Regions from separate parts of the Capsicum annuum genome. Here region 1 is linked to region 2. A link is a contact called in public Hi-C data. All regions are on one chromosome and are shown on one strand. The core of a region is the stretch at or near the end of the contact, and the rest is flanking DNA. Distances in the headings are between cores, read along the strand shown.

Evidence for each region. Hi-C and Micro-C count contacts between places; a contact is called where the count stands out from the background.
Region 1: a Hi-C map of leaf shows a contact between it and region 2, with 2.1 times the contacts expected there. The contact joins the promoter of LOC107838972 here to the enhancer-like site in region 2. A contact is called at or near these places in 2 of 5 Hi-C or Micro-C datasets (leaf and placenta).

Annotation. Positions count from the first base shown.
Region 1 is chr8:60,969,836-60,975,569 of UCD10Xv1.1, reverse strand. It overlaps LOC107838972 (ultraviolet-B receptor UVR8), which reads left to right and starts at 1,446. Exons shown (of 5, transcript XM_016682278.2): 1 at 1,446-1,691; 2 at 1,778-1,954; 3 at 4,012-4,047; 4 at 4,186-4,301; 5 at 4,371-5,734. The coding sequence starts at 1,592. The coding sequence ends at 5,678.
Region 2 is chr8:60,765,095-60,771,110 of UCD10Xv1.1, reverse strand. LOC107838971 (nuclear pore complex protein NUP85) reads right to left here. Exons shown (of 19, transcript XR_007044020.1): 13 at 5,989-6,016; 14 at 5,677-5,823; 15 at 3,165-3,235; 16 at 2,973-3,060; 17 at 2,607-2,663; 18 at 1,525-1,801; 19 at 1,053-1,412. Among protein-coding and RNA genes, the nearest start is that of LOC107838971, 13 kb to the right of the region's middle. Within about 2 kb of position 1,645, at least 3 of the 5 cell types and tissues checked have an H3K27ac peak or open chromatin away from gene starts, as enhancers often do. A contact at or near this core is called in leaf, where this site is marked.

The DNA of each region.
Region 1 (5,734 bases), core at 197-2,696, 200 kb before region 2:
TGATTTGAACTTTTTGTCCTTCATTAAAAGACCTTTCTTTAGGCAAAACTGTCTTTTTACTATTTTTTAAAATTTATTATTTAATTATTTTTATTATATTAACTAGACTTCTAAAATATATGGAACTCCTAAAATATATAGAAGGAGAATCAATTAACATTTTCCTTTATAGTGATCAATTAGAAAAATACTCCTAAAATAGGATAGCAAAATACTCCTAAAATAAGACTTTACTAAGGAAATACTTCTATAAATATTGAGATGCACGTTAAACTACCGAAGAAATTGATTTTCTTAAGCTTTGTGATCACTATTGTATTATTTTATTGTAGTTTATAGGTCATAGATGAATTTACAGGTGGTAGACGAATGTCGGTCGGCTTTGAGGAATTCTTTTAGGTAAAGATTAGGTTTAATTGTATTATTTTTATATCTCTATTTTAAGAATTTTTTTTGTGTAGACGTAAAGTTTAGTTGTATTATTTTTGATATCTCTATTATCGTATTATTTTGTTATAGTTTAGAGGTGGTAGATGAGTGTCAGACGACTTTGAGAAAATTTTTGTGTAAAGGTTAGATTTAATTATATTATTTTGATGTCTCTATCATTATATTGCTTTGTTGCAGTTTACAGGTGGTAGATGAATGTCGATCGACTTTGATAGATTTTTTTTGTGAAGGTTAGGTTTAATTAAATAAATTCTCTAAAAATATTCAATTTAATTATTATATTATATTTATTATTTAAATAAATGTTTAAATTCAATTAAATAAGGTGAAATGCGTACACCTAAACTAATTAATATCAAGGGGGAATGACAGAAACGACACTTCAAATCAAACTATTTTTATAAAAATGGCTATGAAATTTAAATTCCATTTTCTAGCCATTTCAATTTACTGGCGTGTTCTATATCGTTTCTACACACCTTCTATACAGTTTCTATACATATCTTATACATAGAAATATTTTATATGAAAATTATATAGTTTTGATACACAATCTATACAATAACTATACATTTTTTTACACGTTTTATATAACAATTATATAATTTTCATACACTTTCTATATATTTTTTTATATATATTTTATACATATACATATTTGGTAGAACTACATAATTTCTATACATATATATTATATCGATACATATTCTATTTAACAATTATATCATTTTTATATAATTTAATTATTATTTTTAAATAATAAAAAAAGTAGAATATTTGATTAGTTAAAATATTTATAACCAAAAAAATTAAAATATTTTTAAAAGGATCGAATTGCTCAAGTTGGATGGTGTATCAATATTGTTAATAAACTGTATCAATATAATATATGAATTAAGTAGGTTAAAATAACTCAAATTAAGGAATACCTATAAAACGAAAATACAGAAAACTTTTTAAAAAGTTTTTAAACTTGAGTTATTTGTTTTTAGAAGTGACCTTTTCCCTGATATCTATTTGAGTCGTCACATACATAAAGATTTGGAGGGATGGGAGTAATACCACTTGTAGTAACAAATCAATTTCCCAAAATTTGTGAGATAAAATACAGTGAGTTACATTCCTGATCAAAGTTAAAGAAATGGCGGAGCAACTGGAATCTGAATCGTCAGGATCGGGCAACTTGTTTAACAAAATCATAGCTGTCGCCGCTGGCGAAGCTCATACTCTTGCTCTCACTGGTAACACATACATCTTTTTGAACTCTCTCTTTTATATTCTTCCACCCCAAAAAGATTCTCTGAACAGTATCTAAATTGTTGTGTAGCAAATGGAGATGTGTATTCTTGGGGAAGAGGAACATTCGGTCGACTTGGTGTCGGTTCAGAAGCTGACCACTTATACCCGGTTCGAATCAACTTTGGCCTGGCTGATTCTAATGGAGATAAACGGGTCAAGATTGTTGGTATTACTGTTGGTGCTTATCACAGTCTTGCTGTTTCAGGTTATACCCTTTTTTCTATCATTTCACTTTCTTCTATCTTTTGCTTTGATGCAAACTTAAATTCAGTTTAATTTGTTGGTTTATAGTCAAAATATTGCTTACTTTCTTCAAGCTACTGTTATGTCCCAATTTATGTGGCACATTTATCATTTCTAGAGTCAAATAGTTTAATTTTGACCGAAAATTTGGACATGGAATATTTAAGTTTAAAAGAAAGGGCAGCTCGGTGCTCTAAAACTCACTACAGCTGCTATGCATGGAGTCCGGGGAAGGGCCAAACCACAAGGGTTTATTGTACACAGCCTTACAGTACATTTTTTGCAAGAGGCTATTTTGACTGGTTGAACTCGTGACCTCCAGGTCACATGTCAACAACTTTACCAATTGCTCCAAGGATCCCGTCAAAATCTGTAAGTTTATCAAAATAAAATTTACATATTTGAAAACTACGTAAAAAGTAGTATTAGTTACAATAATCGATAATTCAAGAATTTGAAAAGATATATGAAAAAATTATAGTCAAAGAAAGACTTGTTTGAATCTCAAAATCCAAAAGGTGCTACATAAAATGGAGAGTAGTAGTTAATTGGGCAGTGAAATCTTGAAGTTCATCTCTTTGGATATGTAATTTTAGGCTGGCTATCCCCAATTTCATCTGTCACTAGATTGAAATTATTCTATCTTGTTACTTCTAGATATAAAGCCATGGGTTAGATTGTCAATGACCGTTTTCTACAATTTGTGTCTTGTGTTTGCTTTCAGAATAGTTCATGTGATCTATGAAATGTGCATATATGCAGTAGTGGATCAGTAATTTAGACTATGTTGGTTTTGAATTAAGAGTATGGTTTTGAAATTTACTAGTTTTATCTGGACTTGCTTTTAACACCCAATACATGTATATATAGAGGATTTAGCAGATAGTTGCGAGTTCTACCAAACATGGACCCATAGTTAATATGGTCTATGGCCTCGTCTTACCATTAACCACAACTCAGTAATCCACTGTCGAATCAAAGATGGCGTCTTCCATAAATAAAGGCAGTTTGGAATGCTGAATCTTATAGATCAAAGTATTTTTCTTACACAGTACCACTTAGTAAGAAAAATTTGTCGTAGAGTCCCTCTCAACGAAAGCATATTATAATGCCAATGATGTTTTATTTATTTATTTATTTTTTTTTGTAATTTTACTAATTTAAAATTTTCGAGTTTTTTGCAACTTAGGAAAATATTACTCCCCGTGTCTCATTTAATGTGACACTTTCCTTTTTAATTTGTTCCAAAAAGAATGACATCTCTCTTTCTTGAAATTACTTAATTTTAGCATCCCCATTTTATTCTTTATGAGATGACACGTTGAAACCCTTACCACCATATAATGAAAGACGTAGAGAACTCTCACCACCACTCATTTAAAATGATATCTTTGGCATATGTTTATTATGTCAAAATTCTTCTTTAATTTCTTAAACTGTGTCAAGTGAAACACCATAACATAATTCTGACGAAGGGAGAAATATTACAGTTTTCAAGGTTTCTACCATGAATTAGGTAGATAGCTGCTAATTCACTCATGTTCCACAAACTGAAAAGATCTACATATTAGGTAGGTTGACATGGCTTATGGGTTTAATCTAACTGTCAAATCCTTATTGGAGGATTAAATAGAGTTCACTCTTCTTTAAGACTCAAATGGGTGAAGTGTTTTCTTGTCAAACAAAGAGCGGGGGATTGAGAGCTAATTATTTGTTTGCTTTATCCAAGGTGCTAAAATTATAGAACCATGAGATTTGTACTAATATGTGAAGGCATAACAAAAACATTCAGATAGTTACAATTTTTGGCTTATTAACAAAACTGATACTAAGAAGAGCGCGGTGTGGGGCCCTTTCCCGGACACCGCACATAGAGGTAGCTTTAGTGCACCGGGCTGCCCTTTTTTTATACTAAGAAGAGCAACAATGCTGTTTACAAGGAAAAATGTTTAACTATCTTGAACTCCATGACTCTGTTTCCCTTTTCTCTTTTATTTTGACTTTTCTTTGTTTTTGCAGATGATGGATCAGTATGGGGCTGGGGATATAATATCTGTATCCTTGAGAGATTCCTTTGATTTTAGTATATGCTTTTATATGGTGAACGTCCAGTATTATTTGCTTGAACTTATTGAATTTGCAATTGTCTTGTGCATGTGCTATTAATCATTCTTTTCCTTGACTTCGTTGTGGATGGACAACTTGGTTTTGACGGAGAAAATTCCTTGGTTCCTCATTTATTGGAGGGATTCCTTGAGTTAGGTTCCCCTAATTCATCAGCTAGTGGCTCAGAGAGGAAGAAACTGACGGTATGAAACAAGTTGAAATTAATGAGGAAATAGATTGATGTCAGCAACTGATTCTGTTTTCTCCTGTAGATTTCCTCAGTTAAAGGTGGCGGGATGATGTCATCTGCAATTGATAGTCTTGGATCTCTATGGATGTGGGGTAACTTTCCTGAACCACAGAAAAGCAAGTCTATGGAGAGTGAATTCCCTCTTACTAGTAGTTGCAACCCAATGCCTGTCTGGAATTTCCATGGACACACAGTTGTTAAGGTGGCATGCGGAAATGAGCATGTTGTGGCATTAGTCACTGCTGGTGAAGGTTACAAAGGGAGTGATCTGGTTTGTTATTCTTGGGGTGGCAACAGCCACGGCCAGTTAGGCTTGGGAGACAGGCAGAGCAGACAGTATCCTGAAGTTATTGAGCCCTTCAATTCAGATGCCCCTTGGACAGTATATGAGGTAGCCTGTGGAGCTTTTCACACTGCTTTACTGGCTCAGAAAAGTCCAAGTGAAACATTTGAAAGTGTATGCTGGACATTTGGCCAGGGAGATAATGGGCAATTAGGTCATGGGACAACCCAAAGTGTGTTATCACCTGAACCAGTGAAAGGGTTACCGTGGAATGCATTTCTCATTTCTGTTGACTGTGGTTTATTTCACACAAGTGTTGTCTCTTCTGCTGGAGATGTGTGGTCATGGGGAATGGAGAAAGGCCTTGGCCTATGTCCTGAAGCAAGTTATAGTGGAGCTGATGCAGGTGATGCAATTCTTCCTCTATTGATTCCCTGTGCTGGGCTATACGGGCCTAAATTTCCAGAACCTGTTCAAGTTGTCTGTGGTGCTGCCCATACTATTCTTCTGGCAGATGCTGGATATAAGATGTGGTCTTGGGGTAGAGGATGGAGTGGTGTCCTTGGAAATGGTAAGATGATTGATTGCTACTCTCCAATTATGGCACTCTGGCCACCTCTAGATGCAGATTTTAGAGAACAGAGTGTAAATGATGGCGGCGATAAAAGTGGTACAGAAAAGAAACCTGAAGATGTGGTAGAATTGGAGAGGAAACTTTCTATGGCAGCAGAGGATGTAAAGATTCTTCAGTCAAAACTCTCTCTAATGGAAAGGTATGCTAGCATTCTTCATGGTGCCACCTTTGGCAAACCTTTTGAAGAGCGAGATATGCCAGCCTCGTTACGCAGTGGAGGTTCATTTGACATTGCAAAGGAGTGGGAACACATGTTGGAGACCTTGGATCGTGGAAAGCTTGTCCGACTAGAGATGTTTTATCGTGGTATGCTAGCAGGTGTCAAAGATAAACTGTTGAAGAAACGGATTCAGGAGATTTTCCTGGAGTGTCAGAGTTCTTTGCCTTCAGAATCCACTCAACGAAACAAGTAATGCAGAATGCTTTGGTGTCAAATTTATGTTTGTCTTATCTTGTATCAGCTGTTTTT
Region 2 (6,016 bases), core at 396-2,895:
TTTCAGATTTACCGTAAATAAGGTTAATAATTTATACCAGTTATTTAAAATTTGTACTTAATAATATAATGTACACACATGAATTCTATATATATATATATATATATATATATATATATATATCGTGTCTTTTATTTGGTTTGTATGAATATATTAGTTTTATCTTGAAGTGTTTTTCATATTTCATAAATTAATTAATTTATTTCTTAATTCAAGATTTTTTTTTTTTATCATATCGAAGTGATTTTGTAAACTGAACTCCTTAAAGCAAGATACATGTGTGGGCGCATAAGATAAGACTAGTTATACTAAATAACCTTAAATCAAATGGTTATAAATGAACCACTTACCGTAAACGGGAACTTTTGCCTTCAAATAATTTCGTCTCTTGAAATGAAGTTAATTAAATGACATGATCAATGAGAACGACCAAGCTTATTTGACCTTAAAGCGTTGTAAACAGTTTAATTTCTATGTTAATACACATTCTTATTTCATATTCTTCCTTGCATTTAATAATTGTACATAAGATCCTGCCCAATATACTGCATGTATTATTTAACACCACCAACCCAATATCCTGTTAGTTATATGGTTACTACCAAAAGAAGTTAGGATATGGTGACCTTTTTTTTACTTGGCGTCCAACAAAATACTATATGAACAGTGAAGTTACGCAGGATTTTAGGTTCGAATTGTTGTGTCAACACCACGGTCAAATGAAACTTCAGGATATTGACAACACATACAGAATGGCCATAACAATTACTCCCTCCATTTCATTTGTTTATCTATTTTTGAATTGACAAAAGATTTAAGAAAGAAAATAAAGACGACTTAAATCCCATGGTCATAAACTAAATATGCATTAAATGTACCAAAATACCCTTGTGGTCTTAAAGATGACGCTGACAGAGTACAGAAAATGATTAATTATGATTAGCCAACCCTCTAAATTAGATGATATATGGTCCCATTCTAGGCGCAGATGTGGGTTGAAAATCAATTGCCATCCGAATATTTAAGGCAAACTATTGCATCCTTCATCGATATGTTGCAGTTTCCTTGATCTTATAAATAGTAGCTCAAACAGGAACAATAACATCAATTTTTTAGAGAGTTCTATCACAGCCATCTCAACACTTTAACCAGGCAACGGCAGGGGTTTTTGTCGTCCTTTACAAAGGCATATACATAGTAGGGGAGGGGTAAACAACCCCCTCCCCCTTCCAAAAAGAAAAATTAATTAAAAGGATCTCCAAGTAGGAACAGCACAAGAAACCTTATTCTTATAGTTCCACTCTTGTCGAGAGCTACATTCTCATCCAATGCTTCCGAAGATTAGCTGGCTCGGAGAGGGGCAGATCATTCATTATTCAGTCGCAGCTTTTCAAGTTAAACACATCAAGGAAACAAATAACAAAACAGGTGGTGCAGATTCCGTTTTCTGCAGCAAGAAATGGTGAGCTTATGTACCATTTTCAAAAGTTAACCGCACTCCCGAAACAGACTACTAAAGAGGAACAAGGGGACTAATGTAACACTTTAGGCATGTCGGAAAGATGCAACTAGTCACCTCTCAAGCAAGAAAACTGGGGTAACAAAGTCACTCTTCGAGGATTGCACGACCCAGGTTAGTGGCAAGTGCCAGCCTGACAGAACTTAAGGCATCAGATGGCAAGTCAGCCTCAACAAAATCTGGTCTCAATCTTGCCATGGACAACTCTTGCAGTTTATTCAAGAGAAGCTGAGTTTGAGAAACATTAATCAACGGCCGCTCTTGCCACATCAACAATTTCAACTGCGCAGGAAGAAAAAGAAGGGGAATGAGGTCAAAGATGAAACATGCACCAGCTATTAATAAACATATAAATCTGAAAGCATGGTGAACCTTTCAGCCTGAATTAAATAAGTAGATTGCCAACCCTCCCCCATCACCCCACGTACCCATTTTCTAACCCACTGGTAGACTGTCGTTTGAAAGACTTCAGAACAAATTTCACGCATAATAAATCAGTTCCAATTTGATAGGAACTAAGATTCATGTATTAAGGCCAAAGAATAGGGGTATTATCTACGCAATCAAATGGTAGAAGTGATACCAACGACTAGATTCTCTTTTCTTTTTTTACTTGAGGAAGAATTTAGCACCTAAGCGGAGCAAGAGCAAACTAATATAGAACCGCAATGAAGCATTATTCAAAACTAAAAAGGAAAAGAAATAAGAAGCTACATCAAACTCATAACTGAAAAGGAAAAGAAACAAGAAGCTACATCAAACTCATAACTGAAAACAAAACAACAGAAAAGAGTAACTACACCTTGGAATATTTACTAGCAATCTAGATCCCACTCATAAACATCATCTTCTTTCATGTCAATTTTTTTTAATTGCCTTTAGAAGCCAACAATTTACAACAATCACAAGAATTGCTTGACCAAACATCTGCACAAAGATGGGATATTGAATCTTATATCTTTTAGTACTGGAGCTTCCTACCTTGCATTTCTATGACCTACTTGGTACTATGACTGAGAAAAGAAAAAGAGAATTAATCAGGCAAGTTGAGCAAAGAACTAAATGCAATAATCAGAGAGGTACTCACTGAATCATATAGAAGAGGTAACCAAAAATCTTGTGGCGTGGAAGGATTTTTCATGAGCTGCAGAGTAGAAACAAAATAAATTGACTCAGAGGCAAAACAGAAGGCTTTGTTTCAAAGGTAATAGAGATAGCACACCTCATATCCAAACAACTATTTCAATCCAACCTACATGAACATTCGGGCTGCTAGGTTTCATTAACAAATCTTATGTTAATTTATTCAGTTTCTTAAGATAGCTGCTTAAGTGTAAATCTTATAAATCAACAAGGCCTCGATACCGAATGCAAAATCTTATACATCCGCAAAATGAAATTTTACATCACTCAAATGTTAAATCTTCATTATTATAAGAGGTGTCAGACATACAGAGACGAGAGCTTCAGCTGCACTACGAGCAGCATCAGTGAGCATATCACCGTGACCCTGCAGTAGAGATCTCCTAAAGTCCCTGTACCTGAATAATACAACAACAACAACAACAATTCAAATATTTGAAATGCTCCGACACCGTTTTCAAAGGTGACATCCACTAATTCAAAGTAAGTATTAAGCAATTACTTCTTCAGAAACTCAAGACCGCCAGCAGTTCTAGACTCAGAACCCAGCAACTCTATGAGACCTTCCCATTGCTGCAGCGAAAGAAAAGTAAAATGACCAAAGAGAAAAAGCCACCTATTTCTATAAGAAAGCGATGTCGCTTCAGAGTCAAACTACTAGACTTTGACTTGGAACAAATATCTTACAGAGCAATCAGATTCATGATAATCAAAATAGAGAACTCTAAGTGGTGAACCAATTCTACCAAATAAACTAAATCAACAAGCCATCTTTGGCTATCTTCCTTCTGCTTTACTGTTTCTCTTTTCTTCTTTTTGCTGAGGCTGGATTCACTTTAACCCAGATCCTGAGAAATACAAGCTTAGCAAGATTGGACTTCCACTTTTGAGGTTACTAACATTATAAGAATCACAGCTGGTTAATATTCAAGGGCTTCACCGTCCACTTCCCACATTGCTTAATCTCCTTAATCAAGCACCTGGTCAAGATTGCCCACCACCATCCATACGTCTGCACGTGGAGTACACATGTTTGTCATATAACAACAACAACAACAATCCCAGTGTATTCCCACCTAGTGGGGTCTGGTGGGGTAAGATGTACGCAGTCCATACCTCTACCTCTAAAGAAGTAGAAAGGCTGTTTCCGATAGACCCCCGGCTCAAGGCACGAGATACCACACAAACACATAGTAAAGCACAGAAGCAGATTACATAACATAAATACGGCACCCATAAGTAATATAAAACAGAGGAAAGCAGAGGAAAGCACACAGATTCGTAATAAAACATGGAACACGGAACACGGAATCATAACAGGAATAAACCCCCACCAAGTAATTCCCTACACTAGCGACCCAAACTGGCCCTAGTCCTCTGCCCTAATTCGCGTCCTCCAGACCTTCCTATCTAGGGTCATGTCCTCGGTGAGCTGTAACTGCTCCATGTCCCGCCTAATCACCTCACCCCAGTACTTCTTCGGCCTACCCCTACCCCGCCTAAAACCATCCAACGCTAGCCTCTCACACCTACGGACCGGGGCATCCATGTCCCTCCTCTTCACGTGTTCGAACCATCTCAAACGGGCTTCCCGCATCTTGCACTCCACTGAAGTCACACCAACCTTCTCCCGGATAGTCTCATTCCGAACTCTATCCCCTCTAGTCAGCCCATACATCCAGCGCAACATCCGCATTTCTGCCACCTTCATTTTTTGGATGTGGGAGTTCTTAACTGGCCAACACTCCGCTCCATATTAATAAAAATAATTAATATCTCTTCTATATCAAGAGAATTTACTTGACCGAGACCCAAAAAAGTACCAACCATTCATGTTGAACATGACATCCTCAGAACCCCCAAAAGCCACAGAAAGCCAAATAAATGATAGAGAGCGCCATGAACCAACAGAAACATAGGTAGAAGGTCATACATGTACTGACCATTTCTGAATCACGGATATAAATAGTTGATCTGGTGAGGTGGCAGACAAAGAGGGTGGTTGGCTAAAATTATAAGCTGGCCAAACTGGTTGATAAGCACTTGCTACCTTATCTAAGCGTTTGGTAAACATTCTAAGTGACGTTTGGTAAACATTCTAAGTGCTAATAAAGCCCAAACCAACCAAACTCGTAAGTTGCTCATCCATAAAAGGGCTCATAGACTTAAAATGAAGTCAACTATGACAAGATAAGCATACAACAACAACATACCCAGTGTATTCCCACAAAGTAGAATGACAAGATAAGCATATAACAACAACAACATACCTAGCGTATTCCCATAACGTGAGATGACAAGATAAGCATGTTGATGAATTTAGTGTAAAGAACTAATTATAGTATGCAAACAAGAAAAGACTAATGTAAGTGCAATTCAATATAGAGAAAATGATAATTTTAGTCCTTCATACATACACTAAGGACTATCTCAAGTTCATGTATATAAGGACCAAAATGACCACTTTCTCCATACATTAAGGACCATTTTGATCGTTTTCTCTTTCAATATACAACGAATACTTTTTCAACTGTCTTAGAGAAAAGACCATGATTGCATAGTGTATGCATTCCTCATCTAAAAACAAATCATAACTTTATTATATAAAACAAAATAAAGTCACTACTGTCAACAACTCAAACAACAACAACAAACCTAGTGTATTCCCACATAGTGGGAGGTTCTAAATTTCTTCTAGACTTATATCTAGCCCATCAGATAGCATGTTCTTCATAACGCACATACTTGGATAATTGGGAAAAACGTGGATACATAAAATGCCTGTGAAGTAATTAAAACAGTTGAACCATCTACCAAACCAACAGTCTAAAGAATGTATTCCTTTTGGAGAAAAGAAATAATAAGGAACACACTCAAGCAACATAACCTGCGAAAAATTGCAATTTAGAGAAATGGGTATAAACATGTATTGTTACAGACAGAAGTTAACACAGTTGTACAAGTACTAAGAAAATATATAAGGCACTCAACCACTGTAACCAAGTAATACCAACCTTGAATCCTTCATCAGAAGTCGACTTCCCAACGAAATCAAATAAATGTTTGGCAATTCTGTTTAAACGGAATTCATCACGAGCTTGCTGCAGCCAGAAAACACCAGAGCCTTTTCTCCCATGTTTCCAGTGATGCACACCAGCAATCTAATGAAAAATATGAAACACAAGGTGAAACTGAAGCACTTGTATGTTCGGAATAATCACAAGAATTACAGGGACATCACATCAGAGTAACTTTATTATTGTTCTTAAGAGAGTAACTACCGCTTAGAAGTTAATGATAGTCAATATGAATAAATCATGACATACCCTCATAATGTTTGAACTTACGGTGTCA